Linked DNA regions of Ovis aries: region 1 is linked to region 2. A link is a contact called in public Hi-C data. All regions are on one chromosome and are shown on one strand. The core of a region is the stretch at or near the end of the contact, and the rest is flanking DNA. Distances in the headings are between cores, read along the strand shown.

What was found. Hi-C and Micro-C count contacts between places; a contact is called where the count stands out from the background.
Region 1: a Hi-C map of blood shows a contact between it and region 2, with 9 times the contacts expected there. The contact joins the enhancer-like site here to the promoter of RAB32 in region 2. A contact is called at or near these places in 10 of 16 Hi-C or Micro-C datasets (blood, hypothalamus, liver and 5 more).

Annotation. Positions count from the first base shown.
Region 1 is chr8:71,195,595-71,202,314 of ARS-UI_Ramb_v3.0, forward strand. It overlaps ADGB (androglobin), which reads left to right. Exons shown (of 35, transcript XM_060419797.1): 11 at 458-548; 12 at 6,654-6,720. Among named protein-coding and RNA genes, the nearest start is that of ADGB, 83 kb to the left of the region's middle. Within about 2 kb of position 4,912, at least 3 of the 54 cell types and tissues checked have an H3K27ac peak or open chromatin away from gene starts, as enhancers often do.
Region 2 is chr8:71,041,477-71,049,087 of ARS-UI_Ramb_v3.0, forward strand. It overlaps RAB32 (RAB32, member RAS oncogene family), which reads left to right and starts at 5,373. Exons shown (of 3, transcript XM_015097461.4): 1 at 5,373-5,787. The coding sequence starts at 5,535.

The sequences.
Region 1 (6,720 bases), core at 3,662-6,161, 150 kb after region 2:
GTTACATTTTCTGTTCTTCCTACTACTAACTTCATGTATTTAGCCCACTTTTTTTTTCATGTCTTGAGCAATTGTGTTGTTAGAGGTTAACTAAACGAAAACATTTTTTAGTAAAAGACTTTTATAGAAAGTCTTTCTTGTACTTGAAAAAGCAGTGAATGCCAAATACAGTAATAACTCTAGAAGACATGACTGATTTTCTCCCTTGAGATTTCATTGTTTCATGTTGTAAATCTGGAAAGCAACTGAAGGAAGACTAAAGAAATCTCAAATTGGCAGGATCTATAAAGCCTTTTTAGTACGAAACTTTATATATCACGTACATTTCTATTTAAGTCTACTGAAATTTGCTGAGTAAATGGATAATCTAATCAGTATTGCATTAAATGTTAAATTCTACGTATAATCTTGGAATATTTCTTTTAACAAGTGTAGAACACTGCCTTTCTCTTTTTAGAAATAGTAATAAAGAAGCCTGACCAATTTCTTGAGATTTCAAGTCCATTTTTGAATTATAGAATGACTCCATTTACCATTCCAACAGAAACGTAAGTATTTAACAGTCTTTCCCATGAATACCTCTTGTTAACAGATAAAGTATTTTGTGATTTTGTGTAGTTAAAAATGTATGGTTTGGTGGCAAATGTATTTAAGTTTGTGTAAATGCAGTGATTATAGGAAAACAAAAATGTAGGTTCTATTTCACAGTAATAAACATTTAAGATAAATTTTGAATTGGTTAAAATAAGGCCTACATATGTCAGGTTTTACAGCTTTGGCTTCTGTCTGAGAAGCCATATACTGAGACACAGTATTTTGTTTTACTTTATTTTTTAAATATAAATTTATTTATTTTAATTGGAGGTTAATTACTTTACAGTATTGTTTTACTTTAAAAGTTAGCATTGGGAAATGTTTTTGATTCAGTTCAGTTCACTCTCTCAGTTGTGTCTGACTCTTTGCAACCCCGTGAACCGCAGCACGCCAGGCCTCCCTGTCCATCACCAACTCCCGGAGTTCACCCAAACCCGTGTCCATCGAGTCGGTGATGCCATCCAACCGTCTCATCCTCTGTCGTCCCCTTCTCCTCCTGCCCTCAATCTTTCCCAGCATCAGGGTCTTTTCAAATGAGTCAGCTCTTTATTACCTGGTAAATTATATCACAAGATCAAATGATTGTCATAAATACCTGGGAGATGAAGTCCGTCACTCTTAGAAGGAAACAAACAAACAAAAAGAGCTAACTAAATATAACAGCAAAGACAATGAAGAAGAAAAAGAAAGAAGGGAAGGAAGAATCCAAATTTACTAATATTTGAGTGTGACAGTAGGGATAGAAATAAAACCTGTGATCCTGGATCTCATGTTTTTAACAAGTTCATGTCTATGTGCTCAGTCACTCACTTGTGTCTGACTCTTTGTGAACCTATGGACTGTAGCCTGCCAGGCTCCTCTGTCCATGGAATTTTCCAGGCAAGAACAGGTTGCCATTTCCTACTCCAGGGGCTCTTCTCCACCCAGGGATTGAGTCGGCATCTCTTGCATCTTCTGAATTGGCAAGCAGATTCTGTATCACTAGTGCCACCTGGGAAGTTCATCGTGGCGAAAATGAAGTCTACAGATAGCAGAAATGAAAAGGAGCAGTGGGTGATATGATTTTACCATTAAAAGTGTGGTGGTTTATTATGAAGCAATTGATAACTAACACATGGATATGTACATATATCAAGGATTATCAATTTTTTGTGCAGTTAACTATATTTCAATAATCCCTCAATAAAGTTGTAAAAAATAAAAATAAATAATATTCAATAGTAATAATATGTAAAATGGTTTACAAAATGGGGTTCTAGAACCAAGGAAGACAAAATAACTGATATATAGAATTCAATGGATGTGCTTAATCACAGATTAGGTAAAACAAGAAAAAGACAAGTTAGAAAAATGAAAAACAGGTCAAAAGACAACATCCAGACTGATGTTCAGAGACTAAAACAAAAAAAAAAAAAAAGAGGGAAAGTACAGTAAATGACTTATAAGACAAGTTGATAAAGATCAACATACTTGTATATGGGTCCTTAGAAGTACAGGATAGAGTTTGGGGAATAATCATGAAATAAAAATATAGTGGGAAAATTTTCCAGAAAGTTAAAAAACTAAATCAAGATTTAGGAATTTCTAAGAAACGTCACATAATATAAATGGAGAGAAAACTGCAGCTGGATATTATAGTAAAACCTAAGACTGATAATATGATAATATATAGATATAAAGTGAAAAAATACTCCAACAAAAATCAGCATGGATAAATGTCACATACAAAAATATTAGACCAAAGAAATCTGGTACAAAATGTATATGGTTTATTTTTAATTATTTTACTAATACAGATTTTTTTTAATAAAAGCAATATATGGTGCTGGAACTCAATAGTCGGGAAGTTACCCATGGGGAGGAGTGTTGGCTGTGATGGGCAAGGGCAGGATTTGTGGGGCCTGATAATACCTCTTGATCTGAATAATGGTGATATGGCCGTGTTCACTTGGTAGGTTTTCATCAGGTTTTACATTTATGATGTGTGTACTTTATTCTAATTTTTTAAATCATTAAAATTTGTGAATGGCTTATATATATATGATAGGCTTATATATGTCATGAATACAATTACCGCTAGGTATGGTTTATCCTTCCCTTGGATATATTAAAATCCATGCTAAGAGTATAAACTGATGAATAAAAGCAGTCAGAATTTAGATCAGAAGCCTATTCATTGTACTTTCCTACTTCCAGAGCCTGTTTGCATCATAGCCAGTCAATCTACAATTTTTGGATTCTAGTTAAGTTGAAGATATTAGGAATATTATTGAAATATCTTACTTTTAAGGCCACTGCAGCTCTGTGCCATCAACGATTAAACAGTGAAAAGCGGGTGAGGAGAGACTGCTAGGCTGCAAAGCAGACATAGTTAGCCATGGGAATCTTATACACAGAAAATTCAATTTGCTGCTACCTTGGTTTGAAAGATTTGTTCTGTTATATATTTGCAAATCTAGTTTTCCTCAAACTTTCATTTTAACCTGTAAAAAATCATATAAATAAATTATTAATTTCTATACACATCTTAAATAAGTTTTAAAAGTTAGCTGAATTTATTTAAACATTTTAAATTGCATTTACAACAGTGGCATATTTGATTTTTCTTTACGTACTTTAAAAGCCAAAAAGAATAATAAATAAACTCTTACCAATTATACGAGAAAGGAGAAAATGTTAGTCACTCAGTCATATTCGACTCTTTGCGACCCCATGGGCTATAGTCTGCCAGGCCCCTCTGTTCATGGAATTCTCCAAGAAAGAATACTGGAGTGGGTTGCCATTCCGTTTTCCAGGAAATCTTCCCGAACCAGGGATTGAACCCAGGTCTCCCTTATTGCAGGCAGATTCCTTACTGTCTGAACCACCAGGGTCATCCCTTACCAATTATATAAATCATCATTAAAAATTCAAATAATCAAAATGATGTTTCTGGGGAACCATGGTTTTTCCTATGCATAAGTATTGATGCTTTTGAACCGTGGTGTTGGAGAAGACTCTTGAGAGTCCCTTGGACTGCAAGGAGATCCAACCAGTCCATCCTAAAGGAGCTCAGTCCTGGGTGTTCATTGAGGACTGATGCTGAAGCTGAAACTCCATTCCTTTGGCCACCTGATACAAAGAGCTGACTCATTTGAAAAGACCTTGATGCTGGGAAAGATGAAGGCAGGAGGAGAAGGGGACCACAGAAAATGAGATGGTTGGATGGCATCACTGACTTAATGGACATGAGTTTGGGTAAACTCCGGGAGTTGGTGATAGACAGGGAGGCCTGGTGTGCTGCGGTCCATGGGGTCACAAAAAGTCAGACACAACTGAACGACTGAATTGAACTATTAGATTTTACAAACCAAAAATTCTCTCATACCTATAACTCTCATTCGTATCCGACCTTTTGCAATCCCTTGGACTGTAGCCCACCAGGCTCCTCTGTCCATGGGATTCTCCAGGCAAGAATACTGGAGTGGGTAGCCATTTCCTTCTCCAGAGGACCTTCCCAACCCAGGGATCGAACCTGAGTCTCCTGCATTGCAGGCGGATTCTTTACCACTGAGCCACCAGGGAAGCCTCCATAACTTCATTATAAGCCTAAAATTAAATATAAAGCTATATTTTATGGCCTAATTTGTTAGATTATGTAACATGCTACATTTTTTCATCTGTTGCAAACACAAAATACCATGTAGAGACAGAATTTTCTTAAACATAAAAATAGTAAACCTTGTAATTTTTCTACTTAATTTTATAGTTAGTGTTACCCACTATGATAATTTTATCATTCCAAATAGTTTTTGATTGTCTATTAACTCACTGAGATTGCATACTTCTCAAATATTTTATGGACTGTATGAACCAGAGTTGCAGACCATCAGGACTAAGTTTTCCAGGATTCAAAGTGTCACACACTGACCTCTAGAATCTCTATGCTAAGAGGGACCACAAACGGTTGGTTTCACAGCCTGAACTTCCCATGTGACTCCCTTACTTGATTTTCTTATTCCTCCTTTCAGTTTTTTTTTACCTAATTAAGGTGGATGAAATTCTGTAACCTGGGTCTAGGTGACTTCAACACTTGATTGGATTCAGTTAACATATTCACTGCTTGAACCTGTTAGGGATTTCCTTGTATATCCATTGTAACTGGCCTAGACAAAAGCAAAAACATGTGTGAATGGCATTTCATCCTACCTGACTGCTAGATAGTCAGAGTTCTCAGGTCGGCATAAAAGAAAGCTGGTCGGTTGGTTTGTTTTTGATGAGCCCTGGAGTGTGACTGCTACACAATTCCTTTTCCTTGAAACATTGTCGTTGTAGCAACCATATGCCTGGTTCGCCTGTTCCTGGCTCCTGGCCGTGTCTGCAAGAATCAGAGCTTCACAAGTGTTTGTGCTACCCTCTAGTGGCAGTTTCAGGTAAATCTGAGACAAAAGCTAAAACGAGGTAAAGCAAGTTTTACCAAACAGAAGGCAATGGCAACCCACTCCAGTATTCTTGCCTGGAGAATCCCAGGGACAGAGGAGCCTGGTAGGCTGCCATCTATGGGGTCACACAGAGTCGGACACTACTGAAGCGACTTAGCAGCAGCAGCAGCAGCAAGGAAAAATCCAAAAGTAAAGGAAGTTCTATATACATGAAAATTAATTTTACCTTTGAAACACACATACTTAAAATATTTGTACTATAACAAATCTATTTCTGTTGTTATCGTCCAGTTGCTAAGTCGTGTGCAACTCTGCAGCCTCATGGAGTGCAGCACACCCGGTCTCCCTGTCCCTCACCATCTCCCAGAGTTTGCCCAAGTTCATGTTCATTGAATCAGTGATGCTATCATATTGTACCCATAAACTTCTAGCTTTGGCAGTGTTGATTTGAGGGTCATGTCAGTAATAACCTGAAAGAAAATACAGTGTACTTGGCTAGCTACTATAAATATCACACACCCATAATTAAAATTTTGACTTCTATTTCACTGATACATTGCTCTGATACTCAGTTAAGTCAATTCCTAATGTAAGATTCCTGTGTGTTCTGATCATCAACAAAGATGACCACCATAGCTTTAAAATAAACTGTGTTCCAGGAAAGTTTTACAGCATTGCACTGACTGACAGAGACTAGTGCTTCAGTAGTATAGAAAGCAATTAAATGTTTTTAACACAAATTAAAAAAAAATATACTACTGGTTGTGGAAGAAGGAGATTGATAAAATGAACAAAATCAGGACTTTCTATTGTTGACAAAACATTAAAGGGATATTATTCAATCACTATAAAAAGAAGGAAATCTTGCTACTTGTGACAATATAGACAGATCTTTAGGACATCATGTCAAGTGAAATTAGGCAGACAAGGAAGACAAATACCATATATTCTCACTTCTTTGTGGCATCTAAGCAAATAAACAAACTCGTAGATACAGGAGAATAGACTGGTGGCTGCCGGAGGCAGGAGGTCAGGGTGGATGAAGTGGGTGAAGGAAACCAAAAGATACAAACTTCCAGTTATAAAATAAATAAGTCCTGGGAATGCAATGTGTAGCATGGGAACTATAGTTATTAATGATGATGCTTTAGTCCCTAAGTCATGTCTGACTCTTGCAACCCCTTGGACTGTAGCCTGCCAGGCTCCTCTGTCCATGGGATTTCCCAGGCAAGAATATTGGAGTGGGTTGCCATTTCCTCCTCCAGGGGATCTTTCCAACCTAGGGATTGAACTCGTGTCTCCTGCATCGACCCAGGTGGACTCTACTGCTGAGTGACCAGGGAAGCCATAGTTCATAATACTGTGTTATATATTTGAAAATTACTGAGAGAATAAGCCCTAAAAGTTCTTATCACAAGGGGAAGAAATTGTAACTATGTGTGGTGATGTACATTTCTTAGAGTTTTGATTACCATTTTGCCATGTATACAAATACTGATTGTTATGTTGAATGCCTGAAACTAATAATAATGTTGTATGTCACTTATATCTCAATAAAAACTGCACTTATTTATTAGTACCTTTAAACAAGAAGTTAAGATTAACAGAAATTTTTCTTTCTTTCTTTTTTTTTTTTAGTCATTTTGTACGATCTTTTATTAAGAAAGGGCAGGTTCCAGGATCTGGTTTATCTTCCCTTACTGAA
Region 2 (7,611 bases), core at 4,123-6,622:
TAGCCTATTGTCCTTTGCCTTGATGGTTTCTGTGAATGCTTTAAGAATCCTAACTTATTCTGCAATCATAAAGATGTTTTTCTATGTCATGTTCTATAACAGTGCTGTCTGAAATAGAACGACCATATGGGATACAGGATATCACACGCAGATACCTGCATTCCCATATTCACTGCAGCATAATTCACAAGAGCCAAGACTGGAAACAGCCTAAGTGTCCATCAGTGGATGAGTGGACAAAGATGTGGTATCCATACAGCAAAATACGATTCAGACCTGAGGAAGAAGGAAATCCTGTAATTTGTGACAACATGGCTGAAACTTGTGGGCATTATGCTAAGCGAAATAAGTCAGGCAGAGAAAGACTGCATGGTGTTACTTACATGTGGAATCTAGAAAGGCCAGACTCATAAAAACTGAATATGATGGTGATTACTGGGGCTGAGGGCGGGAGAAATGGGGAGATGTCAATTGAAGGGTACACACTCCCTGCTAAGGTGGATAAGTTCTGGGGATCTAATGTACAACATGATGGCTGTAATTAGCAATACTGTAATTATTATTACATTTTTGAAAGTTGCTGAAAGTCAGATGTTCTCACCACAAAAAAGAAGTGGTAATTACAGGATGTGATGGAAATGTTAGTTAAGGCAATGGTGGTGATTATTACTCAGTGCATGTAAGTATATACCTTAAACTTACACAATGTCAATTTTATCTCAATAAAGCTGGGAAAAAATTAAAGGAATTTCAGCAATGACATAGAAGTTCTTTAGTTGTGTTAACCAATATGGTCACCACTAGACCATGTATGGCTATTGAGAACGTAAAATATAGCTGTTGACCAAGGAAATGCTTTAAAATTTTTAATCTAATTTAAATTGCTGCTTATGACCAGTGGCTGCCATATTGGAGAGAAATTATTCAGTTGTGTTCTTAGACTATAATAGGATTAAACTAGAAATCAGTAACAGAATAGTTGGGAAATCCCAAAATATTTCTGAATTAATATACTTTAAATAATCTATGGGTCAAAACAAGTCAGTCAGTTGTGTCTGACTCTTTGAGACCCCATGGACTGTAGCAAGAATACTGGAGTGGGTTACCATGCCCTCCTCCATGGGGATCTTCCTGACCCAGAAATCAAACTCACGTCTTTTATGTCTCCTGCACTGGCAGGTGGGTTCTTTACCATTAACACCCATTAAAGGTAAGCCCATTCTATAAGTTCAGAATTATGGTATTATTAATTCCTGATATTGTTATAAATAGCTGAATAGATAAATAAATGGGAGAAAAGACAAATCTACATGCAGAAGAATTCAAAATAGTTTATGTAGTGATTCTGCCCTCACATTTCAAACCCCTTTTATTCAAAGGTCAACTGTACTTAGCCAGTTCAGTTCAGTTGCTCAGTCGTGTCCGAGTTTTTGTGACCCCATGGACCACAGCACGCCAGGCCTCCCTGTCCATCACCAACTCCTGGAGTTTACTCAAACTCACGTCCATTTAGTCAGTGATGACATCCAGCCATCTCATCCTGTGTCGTCCCCTTCTCCTCCTGCCCTCAATCTTTCCCAGCAACAGGGTCTTTTCAAATGAGTCAGCACTTTGCATCAGGTGGCCAAAGTATTGGAGTTTCAGCTTCAACATTAGTCCTTCCAGTGAACACCAAGGACTGATCTCCTTTAGGATGGACTGGTTGGATATCCTTGTTGTCCAAGGGACTCTCAAGAGTCTTCTTCAACATCACAGTTCAAAATTCATCACAGTTCAATCTTCGGTGCTCAGCTTTCTTTATACTTAGCCAGTACTTCTCAAAATTGTTAAGACCATCAGAAATGTGAAAAGTATGAGAAACTATCAGAGCCAAAAAGAGCCTAAGAAAACACTTTCACTACATAGAGTGTTGTAACCTGAATGAGATTCTGTAACAGAAAAAGGGCATTAAGTCAAAACAGAGGACATCTGAATAAAGTATAGACTTTGGTTAATTGTATCCATATCGGTTCATTAGTTGTAACAAACATACAATATTAATGTAAGATATTAACAACAGGGGAAAGCAGATATGAGGTATATAAGAACTCACTGTACTATTTTTGAACTTTTCTGTAAATCTAAGGCTATTCTAAAATAAAAAGTTATTTTAAAACGTGATAGGGATATGTTGAAAACCTCCTCTCAAAAACTGGGTTTTCCTACTCCTCCATTTTTATTCAAAATTTTATTGGCAGCCCTAGCCGGTGAAATAAAACATGAAAAACAAGATGCATTATTGAAAAGTAATAAAAAAATATGTTTCTATACATAGAAAATGCAATTCTATAAAATTTTAGAATTATCAGGGTGTTTGAATCTAAATTCATTCTATACAAATCAACTTTATTTTTATAAGCCAGCTACACACAATTCAAAACCTCTTCATGTGACTGAAAGATGTTAAGACCTACATAAATGATAGATATACCATGTAAATATTTTTGAAGACTCGGTTTTTAGTTCTCCTCAAATTGACTTAGGGACTCAATATAACTTCAATGCAAGTCCCAGCAGGCATGTTTGTGAACAATGAGATGCTGATTCTAAGATGTATATGGAAATCCAAAGGAACAAGAAAGGCTATAACAAAAAACCTGAAAAATAATTACACTATAACTAAGGCACGTGAGGGCTTCTATGGTGGCTCAGCTGTAAAGAATTCACCTGCAATGCAGGAGACCTGGCTTTGAGCCCTGGGTCTGGAAGATCCCCTGGAGAAAGAAACAGAAACCCACTCCATTATTCTTGCCTGGAGAATTCCATGGACAGAGGAGCCTGGTGGGCTGTAGTCCATGGGTCCCAGAAGAGGTGGACATGATTTAGTGACTAAGCAACAACGACTAAGGGAAGTAATTGGCATAAGCACAGACATAGACTAATGGAAGAGACAAGAGTGCAGAAACAAACCCAGTCTTATATGACCTTTGGAATTAAGACTAAGGCGGCACTGCAGAGGAATGAGAAAAGGATGGTCTTTTCAATAAACAGCCCTGGGTCACTTGGTTATCCCCATGGTAAACAAATGCAACTTGGCACCTACTTTAATATTTCCTTTAGAGTAGGCCAGCTAATTAGTGTAGTTTTTGTTGTTCATTCAATGATTACTTGCTAAATGGCATTTCCCTATTTTATTCACAAAATAAACTATAACTATCTGAATTATTTCACTTATTTGCTTTTTAATTATCTGTCTTGTTTCCAGTACTGCATAAAGTCCTTGAGAAAAAGAATTTTCTCTGTTCTGCTCAAACCAGTGTACTTGGAATATCTAGAACATTTCTTGGCACCATCAGAAGCTTTTTAATAAATAAATGAATTCATTAATCTGCCAGGGAAATTTGGAATGAAAATAGCAGGTAATCCCTTGATCTGGCATTTGAACGTTGAGACAGAGTTTACTTGGGAGAGCCTGTGTGCTAAGTTGCTTGAGTCATGTCTGACTCTTCGCAACCCTATGGACTGTAACTCACCAGGCTCCTTTGTCTCTGGAGATTCTCCAGGCAAGAATACTGGAGTGGGTTGCCATGCCCTTTTCAAGGGGATCTTCTTGACACAGGGATCAAACCCATTTCTCCTGTCTCCTGCATTGGCAGGCGGGTTCTTTACCACTAGCACCACTTGGAGAAACCTTTGGAAGAGCCTGGCGTGGGGTAAAGGTTTAGAATATATTCCAGATGGGGAGTGTGAAGGTGAAGTCACTCAGTTGTGTCTGACTCTTTGCGACCCTGCGGACTGTAGCCTACCAGGCTCCTCCGTCCAGGGGATTCTCCAGGCAAGAATACTGGAGTGGATTGCCATTTCCTTTTCCAGGGGATCTTCCCGACCCAGGGATCGAACCCAGGTCTCCCTCATTGGAGGCAGATGCTTTAACCTCTGAGCCACCAGGGAAGCCAGATGGGGAGTGTAGTACATACCAAATGTGAGTAAATGTGAGAGGGTATTACAGGGTGACTTTCTAAAGAGGCCATTCCTTTAGGCAGTAAATGGAAATGCTTGTTTAAAACAGAGTTTTATTTATTCAGTCACAAGACTCAGAATCTCTTTGGAGATGGGCCTAGTGTGTAATCTGTTTTAACAAACCCTGTTCACTTAAGATTGAGAACCACCAGATCCAAGCTATTATCCTTCCTTTAGCTGGGACCACTTCTAATTTTAAATCATTTACATGTGCCTTTTTTTTTTTTTTTTTTTAGCACAATTCTATTTTTAATGCCAGTGGAAACATAGGAAGGTGAAAGAAAAAAGAAACTCATAAAAATCTACAGTAATCTGTAAGTATGAAACAATATACTGTACTAAGGCAGTAAGAGAAAATTTCTCTTTCCTCAAGCTGAAGACTATTGAAAGGGCTCTCAGTTGAGTGAACATAAAAGCCCTAAGCGAGCTGGCCATAAAACATCTTTAGAGACATAGCCATGATTTTTCAGTAGCTATTCTATTGAAGATTTTATTCCACCTTGACTTAGAAGTCAATTTTAAACCTCCTCCCCTTCTGGAAAACATTTTTTAGTTATTGTCAGAGGACAGGCCGAGTGGCAGGCTTTAGTTTACTTAAGGAAGCTACCCGAAGATTTCAGTCCCAGGTGTTTCTAAATATTATGGGGAGGGGGAGGACAACCCTCGATTTTACAAACACAGCAGGCAAGGTAAGGCCGTCTATTTTTCTTTTTTTTAAATAAAAGCCCTCAGTACTGTTTTTCAATCAATTTCTAGCATCTATCTCAGTCTCTACTACGGAAACACTAAAAATTAAGACATTCATGGTTTGTTGGGGAATTAAAATAAGATCGTTTTCGTGGCCATGTGTCTTCTTCCTCAGATTCATCGATACAAAAGCGTTTTCAGTCCTTTGTCAAGTTCAGAGTCATCCGTCCACTCTTTTCCACTTCTAAAGTAGACCACTGGCGATCAATCAAAGGCAAGCACCTCCACGTGCTAAACTCCCTCGGGGCAGAGCCAGGTAGGGAGATCGATTCCCAGACCCGCGCCTTCCAGGCTGGGGTCCCTCCTGGACAACCGCTTCTCGCCCCTCCGTGCGCTCTAAGGGCTTCCACCACCTGGCTGGGTGGTCTGACCTTGACCCGCCTGGTCCCCCTCGCCGTCGGCGCTCAGCTACCCTCTGCGGCCACCAGGGGGCGGCCGAGCTCGGCGGCGCCGCGAGGAGGGGACGCCCGGGGAGAGGAAGTGCCGCGAGTTCTGGCCCGGCCCGCGCGGAGCGCAGGCGGCGGCGAGCTGCGGCCTCTGGCCCGGGCCTCCCCCTCCAGGCCAGTCCCCCCCGGCCTTTCCCCGCCCCACGCGAGCTGCCAGCGGCGGCGGGTTCCGGGTCCTGTGACCGGTCAGGCGGTGCGGCAGCGCGGCGGGAAGGGCGGCCGGTCTCGGAGAAGTTTCGACGGCCGGCGGAGCACCCGGGGCGCCGCGGGGAGGGCGCGGCCGGGCGGGGCCCCGGAGCTCGCCGAGAGCTGCCGGCCGGCGGAGCGGGGTCGGGGGCGCTCATGGCGGGCGGCGGAGCCGGGGACCCGGGCCGGGGGGCAGCCGCCGCCGCGGCGCCGCCGGAGACCAGCGAGCACCTCTTCAAGGTGCTGGTGATCGGCGAACTCGGCGTGGGCAAGACCAGCATCATCAAGCGCTACGTCCACCAGCTCTTCTCCCAGCACTACCGGGCCACCATCGGGGTGGACTTCGCCCTCAAGGTCCTCAACTGGGACAGCAGGACGCTGGTGCGCCTGCAGCTATGGGACATCGCGGGTAAGCGGATGGCGGGAGCCGGGGACGTGCGGGGACCCCGAGGCGGGCGGGCGGCGGCCTCCGGGCAGGGGGCGCCCGCGGGGTTTCCCCGCCGTCGGAAGCCTGGCGCGGGGTGGGGGACGCGGCGCTTGGCTGCCCTCGGTCTCCTTGCTTCTTTCTCTGTCCTCTGCCAGAACTTGCCTGCCGGAGTAAGTTTAAAAGAAAGGGGCTAAACCACCTGGAAAGATGGAAGGGGATGTTGGACTCCAGGGGGAATCAGCACAGTGGAACAGGCTCTGGTAATCGAAGAATTTAAAAGCAGAACAAGATAAATAAATGCGTAGAGAAAATGACCCTGGTTAGACGCCTCAGCTCGGTCTTTGGAAAGCTCTGGTGTTTTTAAGAGATAGGAGGCCCTCTCTTTTGGAGCTCTCACCTGACCAGAGGTGAGAAAGCCACGGAGGCTTTTCCCGAGTTTTTAATTATAAATCTTGACGAGAAAGAGGGAGGGGAAGGGGCTGGCTCCTCTCATTGGCTTTACCGTTTTACAGATAAGAACAGAGGTTCAGAGTGTTTGAACGACTTACCCAAAGTTACACTCCTAGTTAGGGACACCCCCAAGACTAGAAACCAGGGTTTCTTTTCAGAAGGGTTTTCATCATCCACTTTGAGTCTGAGACGCTTCCTTGGGAGCGAAACCCCATTCTTTGTACGCCTTGCTCGCATTCCTAGGGCAGGCCACCCAGGCAAAGATTTGAGAAAACTTCTCTTGAAACGTTATGCTCCTCTTCTCCCCCTGAACCAACACCTAGCCCCGCTCCTGCCTCCCCACACCCAATATATATTATTTCCCTGGCATTTGCTTTCCGTTGTCATTTTGAAGCATATTTTCCCTGTTTGAGGAGGGTACAGATTCTCCTTACTCTAATGTATGAAAACTTGAACTCTGGCTGGTGTGGTGGGTTGGATGTGTGCATTTAATAAGCCAGTAACTTTGGGAAAGTTGAAATATGGAAGTGGTACCAGGAATTACTCTGTTCAATCATTGTGAGTGTTAAGCTCAGTCTGCCTTCGAGATGGGGGCATGTTCAGAGTTAAAGAGACCATCCTTAATCCTCCACTTGTATGACTGAAGCCTGTAAAAGGTGTGGTCACCCAACTGGTGAAGAGTCAAGGACCCAGGTCTGTCTGCTGGGTAGGCTCTTTTCATCAACAGCTTATTACATATGAGATGATATTGAAGAAATATCACATATATACTTATTTATTTAAGACTAGGCTTCTTTACCTCTGATAGGAAAATATAAATGATGTATGTCACCTCTAAGAAAGAGGCATAGTCAGCCTTTGGGCTCAGCTTGTGGTTTGTTTTTTTTTTTTTTTTTTTTTCCTTTCTTTCTTTTTGGTTACAGAAAACAAAATGTTCGTTTGAAAAGTTTTGAAAAGTCATCTTTTGAAGCCAGAGGCTTCTTTTGAAACACTTCCTGCTTTTTCACAGAGCGCTTATAAGTAAGAGTATTGCTCCTTGACAAAGTCATGGATTCTAAAGGTTGCCTTACCATGTGATAATCATTCTACGGAAATCTTCAGTGTAGCTGTGAATTTCCATGAAGATGATTTTAAATCTCTGCCTAGGAGAATAGTTGAGTTTGCTTTATTCTTCATGTAAAATAGTGTGGTGTTTAGCAATTAAATTGTGATTGCGTTCTTCTGCAGGTAAATAAAAGATTTTTTTATGGCACAATTGTGTTTTTTTAAGCTTCAAGGAAAAATGCTTATATTTGGAGACTTGGGAAAGCAGAAGCATGACTTAGAGTTTTCTTCCCCTTTTTCATCCTGCTTAAC